Regions from separate parts of the Sus scrofa genome. Here all the other regions are linked to region 3. The links are chromatin contacts, called in public Hi-C and HiChIP or PLAC-seq maps. All regions are on one chromosome and are shown on one strand. Each heading gives the region's core, a stretch centred on a gene start, on an enhancer-like site or on the middle of the called end of the contact. The rest is flanking DNA. Distances are from core to core; before and after follow the strand shown. Region 1 has its middle 17 kb from the start of RTN4. Region 2 holds the start of RTN4 (reticulon 4). Region 3 overlaps LOC110260013 (a long non-coding RNA gene). Region 4 overlaps RTN4 (reticulon 4).

Region 1 (5,599 bases), core at 1,192-3,691, 130 kb after region 3:
AAACGATACAAATGAACTTGTTTAGAAATAGAGTCATAGACATAGAAAACAAATTTATGGTTACCAAAGGGGAAGGGGGTGGGGGAGGCATAAATTAGGAGGTTGGGATTAATATATACACACTACTCTATATAAAATAGATAACCAACATGGACTGTATATCACTCAATATTTTATAATTTATAAGGGGAGAGAATCTGCGAAGATTGTGTGTGTGTATACACACACACATACATACACACACAAAAACACAAAAAACCGAATCACTTTGCTTTACACTTGAAACTAACCCAACATCAGTTATACTTCAATTAAAAAAAAATAGGAGAGAAGTGAATCTGCCAAGATAAATGCAGTAGTGTTTTATAAATTAACTCAGCTGTATGTGTGGTTGTTTTTTTTCTTTGAAAGAGTCTAAAATTAAGAGTATTCAGGAGTTCCGACTGTGGTGCAGTGGGTTAACGACTTATCTTTGCCCTTCCAATGCAAAAGTAGCCATAGACAATACATCACATGAACGGACATGACTTTCTTCCAATACAACTTTAGCCCATGAGCCATATTTTGCTGGCTCTTGATCTGTAGAATCTCTTACTTTAGCGTTACAGAAGTCCCACTTTTAAGGTGTGCCCTTTCTGGAATCTCATTTTTATGCTTGGGTGTTCATGAGATTTCTCCATTTTGACATGCCAAAACTTTTAGGTCAAGTCTTCCAGCACAGTCTGACCTTCAGAATATCCAGTTTACGTTCCCACCAACAGTGTAGGAGGGTTCCCTTTTCTCTACACTCTCTCCAGCATTTGCTGTTTGTAGACTTATTAATGATGGCCCTTCTGACTGGTGTGAGGAAGTACCTCATTGTAGTTTTGATTTGCATTTCTCTAATCGTTAGTGATGTTGAGCATCTTTTCATGTACTTGGTGGCCATCTGTGTATCTTTTTTGGAGAAGTGTCTATTAAAGTCTTCTGTCCATTTTTTGATTGTTTGTTTTTTTGTTGTTTAGTTGTATGAATTGTTTGTATATTTTGGAGATTAAACCCTTGTTGGTTGCATCATTTTCTCCAATTCTGTAGGCGGGGTTTTTTTGTTTTGTTTTGTTTTGTTTTGTTTATGGTTTCCTTTGCTGCACAGAAGCTTGTAAATTTTATTAGGTTCCATTTGTTTCTTTTTGTTTCTATTGCCTTGAGAAACTGACATAAAACATTTATACAGTTTATGTCAAAGAGTTTTTGCCTATGTTCTCTACCAGGAGTTTCATGGTGTCATGTCTTAGGTTTAAGTCTTTAAGCCATTTTGAGTTTATTTTTGAGCATGGCGTGAGGGTGTGTTCTAATTTCATTGATTTGCATGCACCTGTCCACTTTCTCTGGAGGTCCTTTTCTTTGAAGTTTTCCTTTGTATGTTACCCTGCCGCACAAATCCCACACAACTCAAAAGCTTCCTCAGCAAGAGGAAGAGTGAAGTATTCTTGGGCTCCTCTTCCATGTGCTATTGACAGAAAGTACCTTTACACAGAAAGCCAGGGCATTCCTCTGGTTTGTGTCCCTCTTCTGAAAAATCATATACCTGTACTGCCTGCAGTACAATGTCTTAGGACAGTTGCCTTACATATTTTGCCTAGTTTCACAGTCATTTATGTTGGAAAATTACTCCCATAGCTGGAAGCAGATATTCTTCTCTATGATTCTAAAACACAATTTATTTTCCGTATTTTATAAATTAGATATCATTTTACTGACCATTTATATTTTTGATTGATAAACAGGTTTTGAAATGAACATGTCAAGGAAAATAGTATAAGAGTATGTGGGCATTGGTGAGGTTGTGATAGCATATGTAATTTTTGAATTGACCAGTAATAAATTCAAAACTAATATGCCATTTTTACTTTTTAAAAAAGTGATTTACCTGAAGAAATCTCTTCGGTGAATGTTAATTTTGAAATGGATTTTTATGTAATAGAAGTAGTTAGCATTCAAAGTTTGTAGCCCTGAAGCAATTAGTCTAAACTTGCATTCTAATTTTAGGTTTAGAAAGGAAAAGAATCTAGTATTAAGGCCAACATGAGGAGTAGTTCATTTGGAAAAAGCTGTTTTGTGAATAGTGCTCATCTTTCATACTGTCATTATAGGTAGTTCAAGTGATACTATTCATTTATTGATGCAAATAAGGAAATAAATGTATACCTGTAGTGATGGAGTTCAATTATAATTTTCTAGCTTTGTCAATAACTAAGCTATGTGAGTTAGTTATTTAATATTCTGAGCTTGCATAACTGGAAATGTGGTAGAAGATAAACAATAAGTTACTTAATAATCTGAGCTTACATAACTGGAAATGTGGTAGAAGATAAAAATAAGTTAAGGATGAATATGTTTTAGAAAGGAAGTTAGGCTGAATATGGTGAGATTGAGCATTACTAGATGTCAACATTTGAATATGCAGGAGGGAGAGGCCTGGATTTGGTTATGAAGAACTTTGGTTAGCATAGCTGACTTGCGAGGAGTTTAGACAGTTAAATTGGGGCCATATGATACAGGGCCTTATGTATCTGACTAAGTGTTTTTGGTGTAATTCAGTGTATAACCAGGAGCTTTTAAATATTTTTGAGCAAAACATATATAAAATTATACTTTTAGAAATAATAATTTGGTAGCTATAGAGGAGAGAATTTTGGCTTCTCTTTTGCCTGTTGTTTAGTGAAAACTGGTTTTGGAATTTTTTTTGCGGGAAATTTGTCATTATGTTTTTACTTAGCGTGGATATAATTAAATCCTTAATATTTAAGTAATATTTAAATAAATATTATTTCTTCTGACTGTTCAAATAACACAAATGAGACTGATGACTAAGGTTTTAATTTCATTCAGTAGTTAGAATTTTGGCATTATGAGTAGACCGTAGAAGGACGGGGAGTTGTTTGCCTTTTTTTGTAAGCCCAATAATGTAAGGGTATATATTAACATATTTCAGTAATTCAGAATGTTGTAGTTTTTACTGAATATAGGATCTCTGATTATGGAATAGTTTATTCACTTGTGAAAGTCAAGATTTTACAGAAAAATCTAAAATCTAATTTTTTTCCAAATAAGAAATAGGTAATTTTAGGTGTTTTAGCCTTAGAATTTGGTAGCTTTTATTATAGGTATAGTGTAGTTACAGGTATAGTTATAGGTATAGGTATAGATTGATCAACATTTTCTTTTAATGTACTTAGTATTATTAGTCATTTTCAAATTCTTACATTTATATAGTAAAGTCTACGAAAGGAAGTGTTGCACAGTGGTTAAAGAAAAGAGCATGAAGTAAAGTCAGCCATACAATGAGACACCAACATCAAATGCTTTCACTGACATGTAGAATCTGAAAAAAGGACAGACTGAACTTCTTTGCAGAACAGATGCTGACTCACAGACATTGAAAAACTTATGGTCTCCTGAGGAGACAGTTTGGGGATTGGGGGGATGTGCCTGGGCTGTGGGATGGAAATCCTGTGAAATCAGATTGTTATGATCAACTACAGATGTGATAAATTCATTTGAGTAATAAAAAAAAAAGAGAGAAAAAAAAGAAAAGAGCATGGATTTGTAAATCTCTCCAGATTCAATCTCAGATCCATTGCTTTTTTGTTTTGTGACTTTAGGGGAATTACTTAGCCTTTTTATGCCTCTTGTTCCTTATATGTGAAATGAAGATAACAATAATAGCTATTTTGCAGCATAGTTTTCAGTATTAAGAGACCATCTGAAATAAAGGTACCTGGCCAGCATTAATGTCTCTGTAAATGTTACTGTGTTGTGCAGTAGAAGCAAGCAGTCAGATATTTTGGATAATTACGGGATATTTGCTGGGTAGCAGTTTATCTTTTTTCAGAAGACCAAACTTACAGGGCTGATAAAGTAAGAAGAATTTACAATTGTGCTTGTACATAAACCCATCTCTCAGATGATAAAACATGTGAACTTGGGAGATAGACCTCTTTAAATCCTGGCTCTCTGGCCTCCTAGATCTCTAACTTGTGGCAAATTGTTTCTTTTTCCTTTCCTCTTCCCCTTCCCTCTCAAAACATTTTGAGGTAGGTACTAATATTCTTATTTTACAAATGAGGAAATTAAGCACGGAAAGGCTAAGTAAATAATAACTTTCTCAGGGTTACACTTTTTTTTTTGTTTTATGTCTTTTTAGGGCTACACCTGGGGCATGTGGAGGTTCCCAGGCCAGGGGTCCAACCAGAGCTAAAGCCACCAGCCTACACCACAGCCACAGCAATGTGGGACACGGGTTGTGAGCCGCGTCTGCGACCTACACCACAGCTCACGGCAACACTGGATCTCCAACCCACTAAGCGAGGCCGGGGATTGAACCCGCATCCTCGTAGATGTTAGTTGGGTTTGTTAACTGCTGAGCTACAACGGAAACTCCCGGGATTACACAGTTATAAGTGATGGATCTGGGATTTGGACAGGCAGTTTGAGTCCATGATTCATGATGGGCCTTAGTAGGAGTCTCTGAGCAACCCTCTTCTTGAAGACCAAATGGTAGTGACCTCTTCTGGATTTTTTTTCTAAGTACCTTTAGAAATGCAGTATTTGTTTTGTGGGTAATTTTGGATTGACTCTCATTTTACAAAATGAAGGTTTTTTTAAAAAAAAAAATTTAGTGAATATTCAAAATACTAATTTATAAACTTTCTCACTTGGCTAAGTTCCAGGAATATAATTTTTACTGTAAAAATGATTCTGGTATTAGATAGGAATAAGGGTTTAGTTTTTTTTAAATAGTTCAAATTTTGGACACAATTTAGATGTAGTTTGTTTTCTCTCTAACAGTAATATGTTTCTAGTTCACTTTCCAAATAGACTGTCTGAATTAGTTGGCTTTTAACTGTATCGTCTAGATTAACCATTTTGTTAAGAAATTGTTACCTTTTATTTAGATGGAGCAGCTGTGTAATTATTTGGTTCTGCTCTTTGGCCCCCAAATTTCAGGGTTTTTTTGTTTTTTTTTTTTCTTTTTTAAGGCCTGCACTTAATATATATGGAAGTTCCCAGGCTAGGGTTTGTTTTTGTTTGTTTGTTTTTTTAGGATTTTTATTTTATTTTTTATTTTATTTATTTTATTACTCAGATGAATTTACACATCTGTAGTTGTATAATGATCATAACAATCCAGTTTCACAGGACAGGCTAGGGGTTGAATTGGGAGCTGCAGCTGCCAGCCTACACCACAGCCACAGCAACGCCACATAATCTCATGGCAATGCTGGATCGTTAACTCACTAAATGGGGCTAGGGATTGAACCTGTAACCTCATGGATACTAGTTGGGTTTGTTACCGCTGAGCCACAGTGGGAACACCCTGAGTTTCAGCTTTATGCAAGATTGTAATTCATTATTTTAGCTGAAAGGGATTTTCAAGTTCTTTCATTTTATAAACAAGAAACTATAATTTAAGATTATATAGCAAGTCATCTTTAAAAAGTATGTGTACATATGTGTACATTTTATAAAACATTTTATAAAATCTCATAAGGCAGTATGTTTTACTGGTTTGGATGAGTAGCCTATCCAACTTGTGTTCTAAGTTATAGGAGACTCC
Region 2 (5,119 bases), core at 1,783-4,282, 150 kb after region 3:
TTTCTCTGGGGTTCAGAATTAGAGGAAGGAATGAAATGATAAAGGAGGGATATCTTGGGAGAGTTGAGCTGGGCGGTCTTACAGCTTTCATATTGCTGTCTATTCCAAAAACAGTCTTCCACTGTCTGAGATCCTGCCACTGAGATATAAGCCTCTGCACCCCTCCCCAGTATTTATGAGAGCATTATAGAGAAAGGAATTTATTCCTTTGAAAGACTTAATCATATAATTTTCCCGCTAATGAGATAAGGTGCACTAAGAAAATGAGAGTTTTGATTTGAGATATGAGAGAAGAGAAACATAAAGTGTATGTAGTTTTAGAGCCTGATAGCCTTTTGGAAAGGAATTAGGGATATGCTTGAGGAGGTTTGGGGTGTTGGGTTTTGACATGCTAGGGGAGGTACTGGGTTATGTGGACATGAAGGAATGGGAAGTTGCCAATCATGAACTCTGAAATTTTATTTCAGAAGTTCTCTGTTAGGCTGATTTTGAGTTCAGGAGAAGAAGGATAACCCTCCTCCTACCCCCTATACATAATACACAGTAGGACTTAGAATTCAAATAGCACTTTTATTTGCTCGCATTGTAAATGAAGGGATCTTCTGTGGTCCCCCCCTTTGGAAGCCTTTACTTTTAAGGGAGGAAAATAGGTTCCTTATCCAAAATAATCAACTAGGTATGTATCTGCTCTGTTTGGAAATAATCCTTGGAATAATTTTTCATTCATTAAACAAAATGTTAAATACTTGAAGGAAAACAAAATAAATGGAGGGTTTTTTAAAAAACAGATTTGTGTTCATTGTTTGCCTATTGAGATTTGATATGAAATAGGACCTATAAACTATCCAAAGATAAATTTTTCTCAGCTGGGGGAGAATGGAACCAGATAGCCTGGCACCATAGTTTGTGTGTGTGTAGAGGGGTTCTTCTGTTCAGAGAGGTTATTGTGTTATTGCCTAGACTGAATGGCATAATATATGCACTTTCTTATATGTGTTTTACAGACTTTGTCTCCTTGTAGTTTACTAGTAAACAGCTAGCGCACAGGGTCACTTTTTGTAGGGCACTGTCCTAAGGTCTTTTGCATACACTAAGTCATTTATTTGCTCCTCCTAGTACAATAAGCCTAGCCCGATGACTTTACCTTTTTAGCACATTTGTCTCATCAAGATTTTCAAATTTAACCACATTTCTCTTAGATTACCAAGCTTAAAACAACTTTAGTTTTAAAACTTTCTAGGAAAGAAATGGGCAAAATGTCAATTGATTTATCTTAGCTAATTTTCCCTGTAACTTAATATAATAGCCTGAATTCCCAAGATGATAAAAATTAAAAAAATTAGATATTGCTATATATAAGATTAAATTTCAGGGCTCCTAGTTTGACTTTTTAATCTGCCAGGGGAGCTATTAAGTATATTTAGTGTTTAGGTAAATGAATTTACACATTCTTATTCGCTCAGATGATTTTTAAAAATTATTGAACCTAGTCCAGTACCAGAAAATGTGAATAACATGAATGGTAATACCTTTGCTTCAAGAAATCTCCTCCCACCCCCCTTTTATTAGTGTAGTAATCTCTGATTTGAAAACAGTGTTTGGGTGCTGTTTTTGAGTGTGTTATTCTAATGCTAAAGTATTTATTGGCCTTCAGCCTTAAGGGATTCATTATTAGGAAATACTGTTTTGGAAATATTATGTATTTACTGCCTAGTTTGGGATTTCTAACTGTTGCATGGAGAGGCCAGACATTCTCAGCCATGATATGAGTTGGTGACAGTGTTCTCAAATACCACATTTTGCAGGGGTTCAGTGAATAAAGTTAAATATTAACTTTTGAACTGAGAATACTAGACGCTCTTTAAAAATTGCTCCGCTTTATTTATGTTTGCATTTAGGCATAGAGGCAAAGAACTGAGTCCCTTGATATTCAGGCTGCTTCTGATATGAAGGATTTTGCAGAGTTTTGCAGCCTACACAGTTTTATGGGAAGTTCCAAAAAATACTATACCTATTTCAAGTGTACCTGTATAGTCTTACGAAGTATGTACTTTCGTCCTTAGGCTGCATATCTTATGATACTTCAATATATCGCACATTTGAAGATATTTTCGCTGATTTGTCATTATATGTTTCTGCTTAATGATTAATGATTAAACCAGTAAACCATCAGTTAAACCAGTTGTGAAACATTAGTAAAGACTTAATATTTTGCACTGGAATGAATGCCAGTTTCATAAATTTGAACAAAAATTTCAGGAATTCTTTATGGATTTGTCTTTGTATTTATCAGTAAAATTTTAGCTTGTTATTATATCCTTTTCCCAAAGCAAATGATATAATTAGCACATGAATATTTCTCCTCAAGCCAAGTCTATTAATAGTACCTGCAGTGGTGTCTAATAGATATTTATTGAAAGATTGAGTTGGAGCAGGTGATAAGAATAAGTATATATTTGCAAGTCTCTGGATTTCCATAGTTGTAACAGAAGAAAAAAATAATATTACGTTAGAAATATGTATTCAACTGCTAAAATTGAATATAATTTTTTTCTATTGAAATTTAACATATATTCAATAAATATTAATAATTTGACTTCATGATTCTCCTGTCATGCCCTTCCTTATAAGGGTGCAAAATGCTGATTATTTAGAAGCAAGTAAGAGACTCAGCATTTACCAGACTTGAAATTTAAGTTATTACCCTTCTTTGGATCAGTCCATTTTTATCTTATCAGGTAACTATTGATTTTAAAGTTTTAAATGAAGCTGAAAACCATCAGTAAATTCCCCTGTCAAAAAAAAAAAACAAAAAAAAAACTGCACATGGCTTGAAGTGTATTTCAAGTATATACAATGCTTAACTCTGCCAGAACAACCCCCTTTTCTTTCTTTTGGTAGCTTGCCCCTCCCCCTGCAAAAGTAGCTTTGTTTGGTCTGAGCAACAAGCAAAAGACTAGAACAATAAACAGATAGAAGGCGGTAGTGCCTGAGTATTAGTAGCCTAGTTACAGATTGCACTGCGTCAGACTGCTCCACACCCAGAAGGCGTCAGGTGACTGCAGTTGTGCAGCAGAGGAGACTGCAGACTTCGGTTGAGGAAACATATTTCATGTCTCAGGGGGTAGATTTTTGCAGTTACAGCTTTTCTGTTGGTATGCATAATTGATAATTGCATCTGGAGGGCAGATCGTGACAAGAGATGGACGGTCAGAAGAAAAATTGGAAGGACAAGGGTATATCTGCTTTTTAACCTTTATTCAGTTTTTTTTATGTAACCAACAAAATATTTCTATGAATAAGCTTTGCCATTTAGATATATTTTGGATTGCAAATGAAGCCTGTGGAAGGTTTAAGAGTAAAGAGTTAAAAGAGCTATTTCAAATGTTTTTGCATTTGGTTATGTATGAGAAAATGTCATGCTGTTCTGTTTCACTGGCATTTGATTTAGTCTCTGCATTCCGATCTTTGATTAGGTTCTATTCTTTAATATTGCACATTGTAAACTGTTTAGTTTTAACATATTTCATTTGTTGGTCACTTTGGTGTGATGAATCTACATTTCCATCTTTGTATTTCATAATGACATATTTTCTGTGACTATTTTTTTAAAAAGCTGACTCTCGGAATGGTTGAAATTCTATCCAAAGGTCTGTAGGTAGCAAGATCTTGCATTTACAATAAGCTCGTTTTCTTCTTTGGAAATCTTATTATTAAATCTTTGAAGTTACTACCAGTGGCCTTTTAATTAGATTATAATTTTGTATATCTTAAAATGGTTAAAATGTATACATGGTAGTTTTAAATGTGTGTCTATATTTAAGTCACTAACCCTTGTCCTTGTAATAACCAATCAGTGATCTTGATCCCTTTTCCTCCCCCTTGAAAGCCCAGATCCTTTCAAGTCTCAGTGGATCGGGATTGTGTAAGAATTTAAGCGCATAAGTGTAATGAATATTTAAAAAATATTTTATTATGTCAGTGGTTAAATGTGCCATTTTAAGAAAAAGGGAAGGTAGTAGACTGTATACCTGGCGTTACAATAAATTGTCTTAAAAATTATTAGAGCTATTTTTAAGTAGTCCAACTAGACATTCCACACAAGCAGTTTTTTTTTTTTTGGCCATGTTCAAGTTTTATAATTTAAAACATTATTTATTTCTATAGCAGAATTTTAGCAGGGTTGGTGATAATGTTTCTAAAAGCAATCTGTGGAGCTAATTACAGTAACCTTTACAGTATTCTTTTAAAAATTTGTTCAATAAAGTATTGTGGGGAAAACATGAGCTTAATCTTGTTCATATTGAGACATTGGAAAGCTTTTATAGTTACAATTTAAAGAACAGAAAATAATACGTCTTTGGATTTTTATCTCTATGGTTTTTTATGTGTGAATTTAATGAAGAGAAGGATTTTTATTTCTTCATCTTTCTGACCATTAGCATTACAAAGTGAAAGGTGAATTGCTACACTAGTTTTTGATTAGTAAAAATGATAGTAGTGCTAACAATACAGGGAATATAGGCTTTAAAAAATAGGCGAAAAGTCACATCTGGGCCTATTCTGCAACTTTTTAGGCTCTGTATTTGTAATTTGAACCTTAGTCCATTTAATAACATCTTAAATTCTTTATGTACTCAACTAATTTAAGGATATTTTGAGACTGGAGAAATTAAGATCCAGTATAGTGCATATTATACCAAAGATTTATTTTGATTATTTTTAGATACTAAATATAAAATCAAATTTACTCTTAAATATCTCTGGGGAGGCTCACTTTGTAAGTGAAGTGGCTTGATTTTTTTTTTTTTTTTTTTAATGCTTGTCTTTGGCTTTTTTTGCTTGGAAAGACTCTTTCTGATTCATTGGTTAAGGTTTATTTTAGTATTCTCTTTATCAGCAGCTAATTTTAATGTTGTAGATTATAGATTACAGCATAAATGGAAATCAGTGAGAAGCTGAAGCTGCCATGGAATGAGTTTTTTCTCGTTTTATGAAAAGTGTAACAATAGAGGAAAGTATCTAATCTAAGCTCTCTAGGTATATTAAAAAACAAAACAAAAAAACTTAAGGCCATTTTTTTTTTCCCTGCTGCTTTCTTTACCACCCCTCTACCCTC
Region 3 (5,624 bases), core at 2,330-4,829:
AGAAATGTCTCCAGGCCTTGCCAAATGGTTGAAAAGACCTGGTGTGTTTTCCTAAAGAGTATAAAAACTCTATTAATGCACAGTAATGCATAATAGTTATTTGGTGGATCAAAGAGAGCCAAATAAGCGAATGTACCTCCTTTACTTCTCTCTTCTACATCAATTGTTTTCTACCATACAGATCCAGAAAGCCTCCTGGGATAAGTGCAGGGAAACAAGCAAATAAAATAGGGCTTATTTCACTTCCGTTTCATTACTCAGAAATCTAAATATCTCAAGGGTTTTTGGCAAGAAATAATTAACTAATGTGCTCAGATTCCTCTCATAGGCAGAAGTGCACAAGCCCCAAACGTGAGTTGCCTGCCTCTGTTTAAGCTCTGCAGAATTTCCCCCTCCCCATTATTGGGGAGCACAGTGGCCTCTTTATTCCCATGAACCATGTGGCCTTGGGTTTACCTTTTTTTCTTTGCACCTCCTTTTTTCCCCTATTTTAAAATTTTTATTGAAATATAGTTGATTTACAATGTTGTGATAATTTTTGCTTTACAACAAAGTGATTCAGTTTTTTGTTTTGTTTTGCTTTTTTGTTGTTGTTTGTTTTTATTTGACCACAAGGTGCAGCAGCTTGATGTGGAATCTCAGGTCCCAGATTAGGGATTGACCCCAGGCCACAGCTGTGAAAGTGCCAATTCCCAACCACTAGACCACCAGGGAACTCCCTCTTTCCACCTCTTGATCCTTTTTTACCTCTCTGTTAGAGGCTCTGTTGGGTTCTTGAGGCTATGGGAATGCTAGCTTTGAAGAGTAGAAATCAAGGACAGTGTCCTTGCTGGCTCATAGAGGTTGCCTTGTTATTTTGCTATTTGCCATGCAGGATGACAAAACACACTCCAATAGATGAGAAATTGACATAGCCGTTAAATTGACCAAGATTTGAAAGAGATTCCTTTGTGGCCTTTACAGAAAGCCACAGACATGATGATAGAATCAAAAGTATAACCTTTTGGGGAAAAAAAAAAACTGATGGAAATAGGATCATTCACCTTGAAGATTGAAGATGAATCATGAAGTGTCATTAAACAAAGAAGCTTATGTTTTCTCCTTCTACCTAAGATAGCAGAAAACCTTAATATGTACAAGGTGTGAAGAATTTAAATCTATTGCAGGGCAACATTTCTGATAATTAAGTTTTATAAACTTTACCATCAAGGGTGGTTTTGGAATCTTCTCTAAAGGTCTTTAAAAATTGCCTGAACTTGATTCTGGCTGGTTGCCTCAGGTAGGCTGTGGTCCTGCAAGGGAAAGAATGGCTTCTTGAGTCTCACTGCTCTTGCTCTTGAATGGCGATGAGGTGACAGAGCCTTAACTTTATTCTCTAAATCAGGGCTTGGGCCATGTGCTTTCCCAGTTGTGAGTTACTTGGCCACATTCAACAGATGGAGTTTCTCTCTGTGCCTTCAGTGGAGCTCTGTGTTTTTCCTTAGATAAGCGGTGTTGCTACTTGGGTTCCCCCAAGCTGATTCTGAGATTGGAGATTTGTGTACAGGCTGCTCGCTAGGGGGCGCTTTTGGTATCAACCAAGATGGGCTGGGGAGAAAGTAGGATTGGACAGAGGGAGAAGGTGAGCTCTGAAGAAATCCCAGCAAAGAACTCAGTAGACCACATAGAAAACTCTGAGGCTGGGATGGCTCTTCTCAAGTGTCCCCAGTTGGGGTAAGAGGGCCCGGCCATTTATACGCCTATGGATGACTCACTGGATGGGGGCTGCCACCTGAAGAATGCATGACCTTGGGCAGAGCAGCTTCCTTTAGCCCAGGTACTCCCCAAAGAGGGCTGGCAGCTGGGGGTCTTCTTCCAGCAGCATTCCCATCAAGTGGGGAAATAAACCCTCCATTCAGGAAAGGGGTTTTGGGGGTGCATCTTTGTGTTCACCACAGGCAGTCTTCCTTATCTTCTACTTGTGTTTGAGACTTGCCTTTACCCTTTATTATTTATAGAAGAGGCATTGTCCCTCCTCCAGGAACATATGTCTCTTACTCTTGTTCCCTGTCCTACCCTTGCCACCCCTGTACACAGAGTAAATGCAGAGTCAGATTCTGTTGTTTCTGAAATGTCTTTCCCCCCTCCCTCACTTCCCTCCTTTAGCACTCATCAGGCATTCACCTGCTTCCAATTTAAGCCTCGTGACAGCCAGCCTAGATGGCAAGCTAAATGTCAGTTGATTTCTTCTTCTTTGGAGTTTTTCCATTATTCCCTTAGTGGCCATGTACTCCCCTCTGCCAATACCTTGTGCATGAATTCCCAGGATAGTGGTGTGGCTGGCCTGGAGCCTGGGTTAGCTCAGCCCTGAGCTTGTGAGACTTTGATCACAGCCTGTTTTCTCAATTAGCTGTCTAAAGGAGTTCTCTTGCAGTGCAGCAGGTTAAGGACCTGGCATTGTCACTGCAGCAGCTTGGGTTGCTGCTGTGGCGCAGGTTCCATCCCTGGCACAGGAACTTCCACATGCCATGGACACGGCCAAAAAGGAAGAAAAATATATAGTGAATTAGTTGTCTAAAGCGAGGAGAGCTCACTGGACTAAGTGATCCCCTACATCTCTTAGTGTATTCAGTGACTTTTTGATTTGAAGGATTTTCACAAAGGAAAATGGGACCTAAAAGAGGGCCAGATTCCCTACTTTGTCTTCACTTCCTATCGCACCCACAAGGAAGACTGGAGCCTCCTTTCCCAAATAAATGCAAGGTGGGGAATTAGTTATGGCCTTGTCTAGAGAGTGTGGGGGAGTGGAGGTTTAGAATCCCCAGACCATTTTGGAAACCTGAACTGAAATTAGAAAATTCTTCACAGTCCCTCTTGCAGCTGCTCCTAGCTTCTGCCTGTGAGGCTCTCCTGTAATGTGAGTGAAGGTGAATCTGGAGCTGGGTGGAGCTGCATTTGAAATGCTCTGGGAGTCCACTGCAGCCAGAGTGGGTTCCTGCTGGTTTCTTTCTACTGGCCTCCCTCCCCTTTTCTCAGTCTCAATGGATTTAATTATCACTGTTGGTATTTTCTATAGCCTTTGTCTTTTGTTTGTTTTTTGCACCAGAGGGAGCCAGGGTAAATGTTGGCCCTTGAAAGGAACTCGGGCTCAGGGGGGGCCAGGTAAAGACCCTTCAAACTGTCCTTTCTTTTCCAGGATGGCACTCTTTCAGTAATGACAGACTGTGATAAATGGGTTGCACAGAATAAATATAGCACAGAGCAGAGAAGCTGGAGCGGAAAGGCTAGTGGAAAAGTGAACCTGGCTGTTTAAGAGCTGAGCTGAGCTTATTTGCATAGTAACTCAGGTGTGGTTACTTATTTATGAAGCACATTTCCTCTGAGGTGTGGAAAATAGGCTAGCTGTGAACCTGATCTGGGCCTTAGAATGCTCAGAGTCAGGAGGCAGAGCCCCTCTCCTTGAGCCCCTCTCCTCTTCCCCCTCCGGGTGCTCCTGTTGATTCCCTGAACTTTTTCTTCCCTTCTTGCTATGCTGTCGGGTCCTGGAAGGCAGGGACAGTGTTTGGTCACCATTGTTTCCCTGGTGTCCAGTGTCTCACCTGGCACCTGGCCAGCCTTCAATAAATGGGCATGTCCTGAATGGCATTTGGCAGTGAAGCATACAACTACCTGGAAGTTGGAGGGAGGTAAATAGAAAAGAAGAGGAGAGGACTTTGAGCTCCCTAACGAGACACCCACCTTGAAGCCAGAAGAGGAAGTAAGGTTAGAAAGGACAGAAGCAGCACCATTTGAAGAAGGGGGTCAGCTGTGGACCTACTGCAGAAGATCCCAAACAAACTTGCCCTTTTCCCAAGTGCATGGTTTTACTTCTCCAGAAAAAGGAAAACACCAAAACAAGCCACACAATTCCCTCCCCCCAATAAAAGACGCCTACCCCAAACAGCAATTGCTTCAGACTCATAGTGATGCCCTAGTTACACAGCAGAAAGAACAAAGAAGTGATTTAAGCATCTTGAAATTGAAATTGCTGTTGCCAAACACCAGAGGGTCAGCAGAATCATTAGATTCCAGAAAATGCAGAACCTCTGAGGCCTCTGTATTCTTCCATCCTGATGTCAGATTGCTGGCAGCCCACGCTGAGCTGCTTCATAAGAATGTGCAGCTAGGCCACTGCCTCTAGAAGAGAAGAGGCAGCGAGGGCCAGCTGGCTCTACTGGGGGGCTTGGAAGCTCTGCATTGAAGATACATTAACCAGCCGAGGACACTGTCATTTCTCTGCTCCCAGTGATGAATGAGGCCAAGGCTGCCCTTTCAGCTGATTAGACACAGATGTGGATGTCTCTGAGTTTATCCATTGGGGGCCTGGCAGGGAAACAATTTATCTCAGGTGCTTCAAATAGAAAGACTAATACAGGGATTAACCGAGCCGCGGGCAGAGTTACGGGAACATAATAGAATGTTGAGATACCCAGAGATTTGTATCAGTGGGAGCCATTACCCCCTCAGGCCCGAGTGCAGAGGGAAGATTGAAGTCTGGGTGCCTGACCCTGTGGGACTGGAGCTGTGGAGAGAGGGCCTCCAGACCTAGGGCAGCTGGCAGGGAGGAGTGGCGAGGAAATCCCTGCCCCTTATTCCTGCTGGTGCCTCCCACTGACCAAACCAAAAGCTGGCCCACAAGGGTGCCCGGAATGGTGACTTCTTCAAGGGAGGTGAGTCAATGGAGAAAAACCCTGCACTGACAACTAACCTGATTCCCCTCTAGCTACATTCATATCGTTTCTTACATGTTATCTCATTTAATCCTCCAAGTTACTCTATAGCAGGCTGAGCCTGTGGGGCTCCTCAGAATACTAGAACTCGTGTGCAGGGCACACACGTGCCTGATGGCGTGTTCGGGCTGGTAAACTGCGAAGAGGGAAGTGTTTTGAAACCCATCACTAGGAGCCTAAGGCCGAAGGGGCTCTAGACATTAGTCTGACAGGAAGTCCCTGCAACAGTGACTGTGGGCAATTTGTCCACTCTCTTCAGCCTGTGCAGTTTGTGCTTTTTATCCTGAATGTTTCCCCAAAGTAAGAAGATTGTCTTTGGTTCAACAGCAGTCCTACAGGGAGAGAATCTGGTGGGTTGCTGTGGGCAGTGGCAGTGGTTTGCAGGAAGATCAGGTTGGTTCCCAGGAGCTGTCATTGAGGGAGGAAAGGGAAGCAGAAAACCCAGAAACCAATGTGTCCTAAGGAGGGGCTGTGGCTGGGGACAAAGGGCTCCTCCTGGTGGTTCTGCTTCCTTGCCAGAGGCTAGGGGTGGGGAGCTGGTCTCCATGGCTCAGGTGCAAGCTGGAACGGCCCTTCAGCAACTGGGGGCAGCAGGCAGCAGACACTGACAACGGGTCTACTTTATTGTAAGGAAATCCAGACCAGAGTGGCCATCTGATCTGAAGGGCAAGGTCTTACACCAAATAAATATTTCATCATCGACGTCAAGTGAGTGGAGGCGTGGACAGAACTTCAGCGCACACCCGAGTCTCCTGCCGGGGGTGGGGGAGGGCCTGTGGCTGAGCCGTCAGAGGAGGTGGGAGAGAGCTTCCCCGCCCAGGAGTGACTTCCCCCAAGGGTCTGGGTCACTCAGCTCGGTCACCTCTCTGTGCCTTA
Region 4 (5,339 bases), core at 893-3,392, 180 kb after region 3:
AGTTTTTCCCCCAGTAACTTCTCCCTGACCCCTTCATAAAGGAAAAGCAGGAGTTCACGTTGTGGCATAGCAGAAACAAATCCTGACTAGGAACCATGAGGTTGCAGGTTTGATCCCTGGCTTCCCTCAGTGGGTTAAGAATCCGGCATTGCCATGAGCTGTGGTGTAGGTTGCAAATGCAGCTTGGGTCTGGCATGGCTGTGGCACAGGCTGGCAGCTGTATCTCTGATTCAACCCCTAGCCTGGGAACCTACGTATGCCGTGGGTGCGGCCCTGATTAAAAAAAAAAGAAAAGAAAGAAAAAAAAAAAAAGAAAAGCAATGAAAATCTCCACTGGGTTCAGCTTTAGGACTTCTTGAGTAAGGCTTTAAGCTTTATTGGGCAGGGGGGTCTACCTTTTGAAATCTTAAAACCTCAAGAAAAAAAGTCTATAATTTCATTTACTAGATACTAAAACCAGATGTGTTTTAGGGAAAAATTCTTTCTTTTTTCTTTTTTTTTTGTCTTATCTAGGGCCGCATTCGTGGCATATGGAGGTTCCCAGGCTAGGGGTCAAATTGGAGCTACAGTTGCCGGCCTACACCACAGCCACAGCAACGTGGGATCTGAGCCACGTCTGCAACCTACACTACAGCTCACAGCAACACCGGATCCTTAACCCACGGACCGAAGCCAGGGATGGAACCTGCAACCTCATGGTTCCTAGTCAGATTCGTTAACCCTGAGCCACGAGGGGAACTCCAAGGGAAAAATTCTTATTTTTTTATCATGTGGCTTTGAGTGATGAAAGACTGGATTCTTTAACATAGGAGTTCTGTGACTTTGAGTGAAAATAGATGTTAAAATTGTAGAAAATTTCTAGCTGTAGTTGTCTGAATATCAGGCAAACCATACTGTTCCAGAATTCAGTTTGAAATCTGAAAGTGAGCAAAAGAGGCCTGAACTCCAGAAATAACTGACCCAAAAGAACATTAAAATCTAGCCCTCAGGCTCTAAGGCATTTATTAACATACACATTTTGACAGTTTCCTTTCTGGTTTCTTCGGCTGGGAAGAAAAATTAGACAGGAAATGGACTGAGGAAAATGTAGAGAGGAGTGTGATACTAATGAATGAGGCTGGAGATGTCAAAAGTCAAATAATTTTCAGTGTTTAAAAATTCAGAAAAGGTTTGAAAATGTCAGAATTGCCAAAGTATTTTCTGAAATTTTGTTAAGTCCTCTCCTCCCATTTTCCTTAAAAATGCCCCTGCCCCCACACCATGGAGACACCATCTAATAAAATATCTGCAGAGCTTTTCATTGAGGTATGTTTGATACACACTTAAATCGAATTCCCTAATGGCCCTGGACAAAAGACAAAGACATGGCCCTTGGCCTTCTTCCAGTATTTATTAGACCTTGATCGTACTTGGCTCTCTTTCCTCAGTCTCATTACTGCCCAAAGAGAGATGAGCTTTGACTTCCACGGTTAACGTGCATTGGCTACAGTGTTGCCAAATATTTGCCATGGAATAGCGTAGGATTTATAGGTTTAAAATGTTTATTGACCTTTTCCCTGCCTCTTTATCATTATGTGCACATTCATGACCATCAATAGTTAACTATGTAGGTGGTTTTATCAGATAGCAGAGCAGAGATTCTGGAGTCAAATAAACCTGAGGTCACTGTCACCTCTGGTCTGACAACTTGTTTAACCTTTCTATCTATGTCTTGGTTTTCTCTATGGGGACAATAACAGTATTTAAATTTAGGGGTTATGATGAGATCAACAGTATGTATGTATGTATGTTCGAAAAATTGTTAGTTGCTGCTGTTATTATGTAACAGTTTCAATAGTCCTGCAGTTGTTAGATGCTAGTTCTTAATTATTACTCCTTTATCTTCTGATGGTGTGTTTTCTGGAAACCCTTGCCCAGGATTTTTGTTTTGGGCTCCTGAGGTGTAAAATTTTCTCCAGACTTAGCTACAACATTTAAAAATTCTGTGATAGCACATAAAAATGTGAATTTCTAGTTTCTCTGTTAAAATGGGAATATTTGGCAACACTGGCCTGGAATACTTGCTTTGCAAGTCTCTGAGCTGGATTGTGGATGCCTTCTTGAGAGGGAGAATGCATGTATCTACTTGCCTTGTCCTCACCCAGGCTCCCTCATGCATTTATGTCACCTGCCTGGCCTCAAAGACATTCGAGGCTTCCCTCCATTCTCTTCACCTCTGGATAGCCTGGCTTTTAGAAAGAATGTCTTCCAAGAGACAAATCTCTGTGGATTTCAAGTGCAGACTTGTCAGTGACTTAATGACCAAATCAGGACTTATTTTTTGTTTGTGTGTTAGTTTCTGAATTTTGTCATGATAAGAGGGTTTTCATTGCTGAAGCAATTTCTTCTACAGTGTAGAAGGTTGACTCTTTTCCCTTTAGTCTTGGGGATGGTGATGGATGAAAATAGCTCTGTTGCTCTATGGTAAACTTGCTCAAGTGCAGAAGTTATATTTAGCTTCTGCAATAGGAGTCTGTAAAACTATGTGAGAGGGAAAAGGCTAATTGCAATCATGCTTTAAACCTTTCTACTAGTGGTTCCATAGCAGTTGCTAAGACCTGGACAGCATTTAATTTTTTGATTTTCAATTGACAAGTGTTAAGTGCGTTTCACAGGAGTTCCTGTGGTGGCTTAGTGGGTTAAGAATCCGACTAGTATCCATGAGGATGTGGCCTTGGTCCCTGGCCTCATTCAGTGGGGATCCGGCATTGCAGTGAGCTGTGGTGTAGGTCAAAGATGGCGTTTGGATCTGGTGTGGCTGTGGTGTAGGCTGGCAGCTACAGCTCCAATTTGACCCCTAGCCTGGGAATTTCTATATGCCAAGTGTACCACCTTCGAAAGACCAAAAAAAAAAAAAAAAAAAAAAAAATTGACATCTATTCACTTGAACATTAAATTCAGTTGTAGGAGTAACCAGAGCGTTGCTATTTGTAGAAATGACACTTGGTGGAGGAATCCAAAGTGTCTTCCTAAGCTGCAGTAAATATACTTCTTTCAGTTTGAATGCCTTCATTACTGCTCAGTACCCAGCTCATCATGGGCATTCAGTCAGATTTGGTGAATGAATGAATACGTGGCCAAAGATATGATTTAGATCAAGGGTCGGCAAACAACCGAGAGCTAAGAATGGTTTTAATGTTTTTAAAGGATAATATTCAAAGAATAGGTAACAGAGATCCCTTATAGCCCACAAAACTGAAAATGTTTATTATCTTACTATCTTTCTTTACAGAAAAAGTTTGCTGATCCCTGCTTTAGATGATGGATGTGCTAACTCCTCTTTCCTCTCCTTCTTTTCATTTATACTGTCTCACTGGTACCTAAATAGTGGCTGTAGAGGGTGGCATCACATACATATGTTTGTAACCTACTAAATAGGGCAGAGCAATTGCTAGACACATGAAGGCTTTTAATGAGAAGCAAAGGAACTCCTAATGATGAATACTTAATAAAGGCCGGACTGGACTTTGTGTTTATAAGTCTTTAAGAACTGCTTTGAACATGTCATTGAGTCTTTTACTATATGATGTCACCAGGTTTCAGAACTGGAAGAAAACTTTGAAATCCTCTTGTCCAGCCATTCATGAGTATGGAGAAGTTCTCAAAATGGAATCACTTTTTAGAAATGAGGCCTTTCCTAAACTGCTGTATTCGACAATTTAAAACAAAAGCAAACCAAATTTTGAGACCAGGATTACTAAAATAGAGTTTAGTCAGTTCACCGCAGTTCCCAGTCCCTGGAGGGACAGTGAACTATGACAGTATAGTCTGAACTCGGGCAAGTTATTAAACTTTTCTATTTTTTGGTATCTGCATCTGCTGTGGTAATGATAGCAGAACCTATGTCCTAGAGTTGTTAAGAGAAATAAATGAGTTATACTTGTAAAGCATTTAACACAGTGCCTGGCACTAATATAGTAAGAACTATATTAGTCTGTGTTAAATAAAGAAGGCAGTGCCTAAATAATGGACAGTTTTTATTAATAGGCATAAAAGTTTGAGGAGTCCTCACTGACTGTTAAACCATGTATCACTGGGGAGACAGTGCCTCTAATCCTTAATAAAATGCTTAATAAAATAAATCTGAAATCTAGTCTCCTTGAGCCATTATTGATTATTCAGATGTCTGAAATTTTAATGTCTGAATAATTCAGCTCATATAGATCTTTTTTTTTTTTTTTTTCTTTTCTTTTTTTTGTCTTTTGTTGTTGTTGCTGTTGCTATTTCTTGGGCCGCTCCCGCGGCATATGGAGGTTCCCAGGCTAGGGGTCGATTCGGAGCTGCAGCCACCGGCCTACGCCAGAGCCACAGCAACGCGGGATCCGAGCCGCGTCTGCAACCTACACCACAGCTCACGGCAACGCCGGATCGTTAACCCACTGAGCAAGGGCAGGGACCGAACCCGCAACCTCATGGTTCCTAGTCGGATTCGTTAACCACTGCGCCACGACGGGAACTCCGTCATATAGATCTTGAATCACTTGTTAGTATTTTAAAATCAGTTTTAATAGCTAATTTGCATAATACCTTTCTAGTGTTAGCATTTCAAAGTTAAATACTATATAAGAGCTGGAGGATTAAGGTGTACCTTTGGTATAATTTCTGATCTCAGAGGAAATAGAATCAACTATTTGGTAGTGTAGTCCAGAGAAAATGAATTGAATCCATTAGTTCTTTTAATTAGAATTCTGAAATTCCTGAAATTGAGACTGGAAACTTAGAAGTGAAATATTAGTATTACTTTACCAAGTCTCCAAGGAAAATACCTCTAGTAGTTTGGCATTTAGATGGGATGCTTTTATTTGGAAGCTTAATTAAGAAACTTTATTTGAATTCTGTTTTTAATCATCTCATGTTATTTTCTTATAGTTTGCAGTGTTGATGTGGGTATTTACCTATGTTGGTGCCTTGTTCAATGGTCTGACACTACTGATTTTGGGTAAGTCTACAAAATGAATGAAAAAATACAGAGTAAAAAAATATGGTGTGCAAGGAGCTTAGAGACATTTCAGTGAAGAATATTCTTACATTGTAGGAAAACTAAAGGATGCACGTTACTGGTCTCTGTAAATAAATTGCTGATATGGGTACTGTTTATGGAAATGCTGCTTCAGTTACTGAAGACTACTCCATCCAGCAGTGAGAAACCTGCTCAGGGTGGCCTTAGTTGATGTTGCAGTCATAAAGCTAACCAACCAGGGATGCCTGTATTTGATAAAGTCTGTGTGATATGATTCGGAGCCAGGAATGGCTCCTGTAGCCTCCTTTGGTTAATTCACTGCTCTGCAGTGGCTGCCCAT

The links. Hi-C and Micro-C count contacts between places; a contact is called where the count stands out from the background. HiChIP or PLAC-seq counts read pairs in DNA pulled down with a chosen protein or histone mark.
Region 1: a contact with region 3 is called in an H3K27ac HiChIP or PLAC-seq map of alveolar macrophages. The contact joins two enhancer-like sites. A contact is called at or near these places in 19 of 47 Hi-C or Micro-C datasets (adipose tissue, brain, embryonic fibroblasts and 13 more) and 2 of 2 datasets of contacts at active chromatin or transcription factors (alveolar macrophages and skeletal muscle).
Region 2: an H3K27ac HiChIP or PLAC-seq map of alveolar macrophages shows a contact between it and region 3. The contact joins the promoter of RTN4 here to the enhancer-like site in region 3. A contact is called at or near these places in 1 of 5 promoter capture datasets (liver), 21 of 47 Hi-C or Micro-C datasets (adipocytes, alveolar macrophages, blood and 12 more) and 2 of 2 datasets of contacts at active chromatin or transcription factors (alveolar macrophages and skeletal muscle).
Region 4: a Hi-C map of liver shows a contact between it and region 3, with 4 times the contacts expected there. The contact joins two enhancer-like sites. A contact is called at or near these places in 3 of 47 Hi-C or Micro-C datasets (embryonic fibroblasts and liver) and 1 of 2 datasets of contacts at active chromatin or transcription factors (alveolar macrophages).

Annotation. Positions count from the first base shown.
Region 1 is chr3:86,195,565-86,201,163 of Sscrofa11.1, forward strand. It overlaps a transcript of RTN4 not described here. Among named protein-coding and RNA genes, the nearest start is that of RTN4, 17 kb to the right of the region's middle. Within about 2 kb of position 2,442, at least 3 of the 83 cell types and tissues checked have an H3K27ac peak or open chromatin away from gene starts, as enhancers often do. A contact at or near this core is called in alveolar macrophages, where this site is marked.
Region 2 is chr3:86,212,803-86,217,921 of Sscrofa11.1, forward strand. RTN4 (reticulon 4) reads left to right here and starts at 3,033. Exons shown (of 7, transcript NM_001129963.1): 1 at 3,033-3,236. The coding sequence starts at 3,203.
Region 3 is chr3:86,059,527-86,065,150 of Sscrofa11.1, forward strand. It overlaps LOC110260013 (a long non-coding RNA gene), which reads left to right. Exons shown (of 3, transcript XR_002342716.1): 1 at 1-4,688. Among named protein-coding and RNA genes, the nearest start is that of CLHC1, 70 kb to the left of the region's middle. Within about 2 kb of position 3,580, at least 36 of the 83 cell types and tissues checked have an H3K27ac peak or open chromatin away from gene starts, as enhancers often do. A contact at or near this core is called in alveolar macrophages, fetal liver, liver and 3 more, where this site is marked.
Region 4 is chr3:86,244,664-86,250,002 of Sscrofa11.1, forward strand. It overlaps RTN4 (reticulon 4), which reads left to right. Exons shown (of 7, transcript NM_001129963.1): 4 at 4,909-4,978. Among named protein-coding and RNA genes, the nearest start is that of RTN4, 31 kb to the left of the region's middle. Within about 2 kb of position 2,143, at least 10 of the 83 cell types and tissues checked have an H3K27ac peak or open chromatin away from gene starts, as enhancers often do. A contact at or near this core is called in liver, where this site is marked.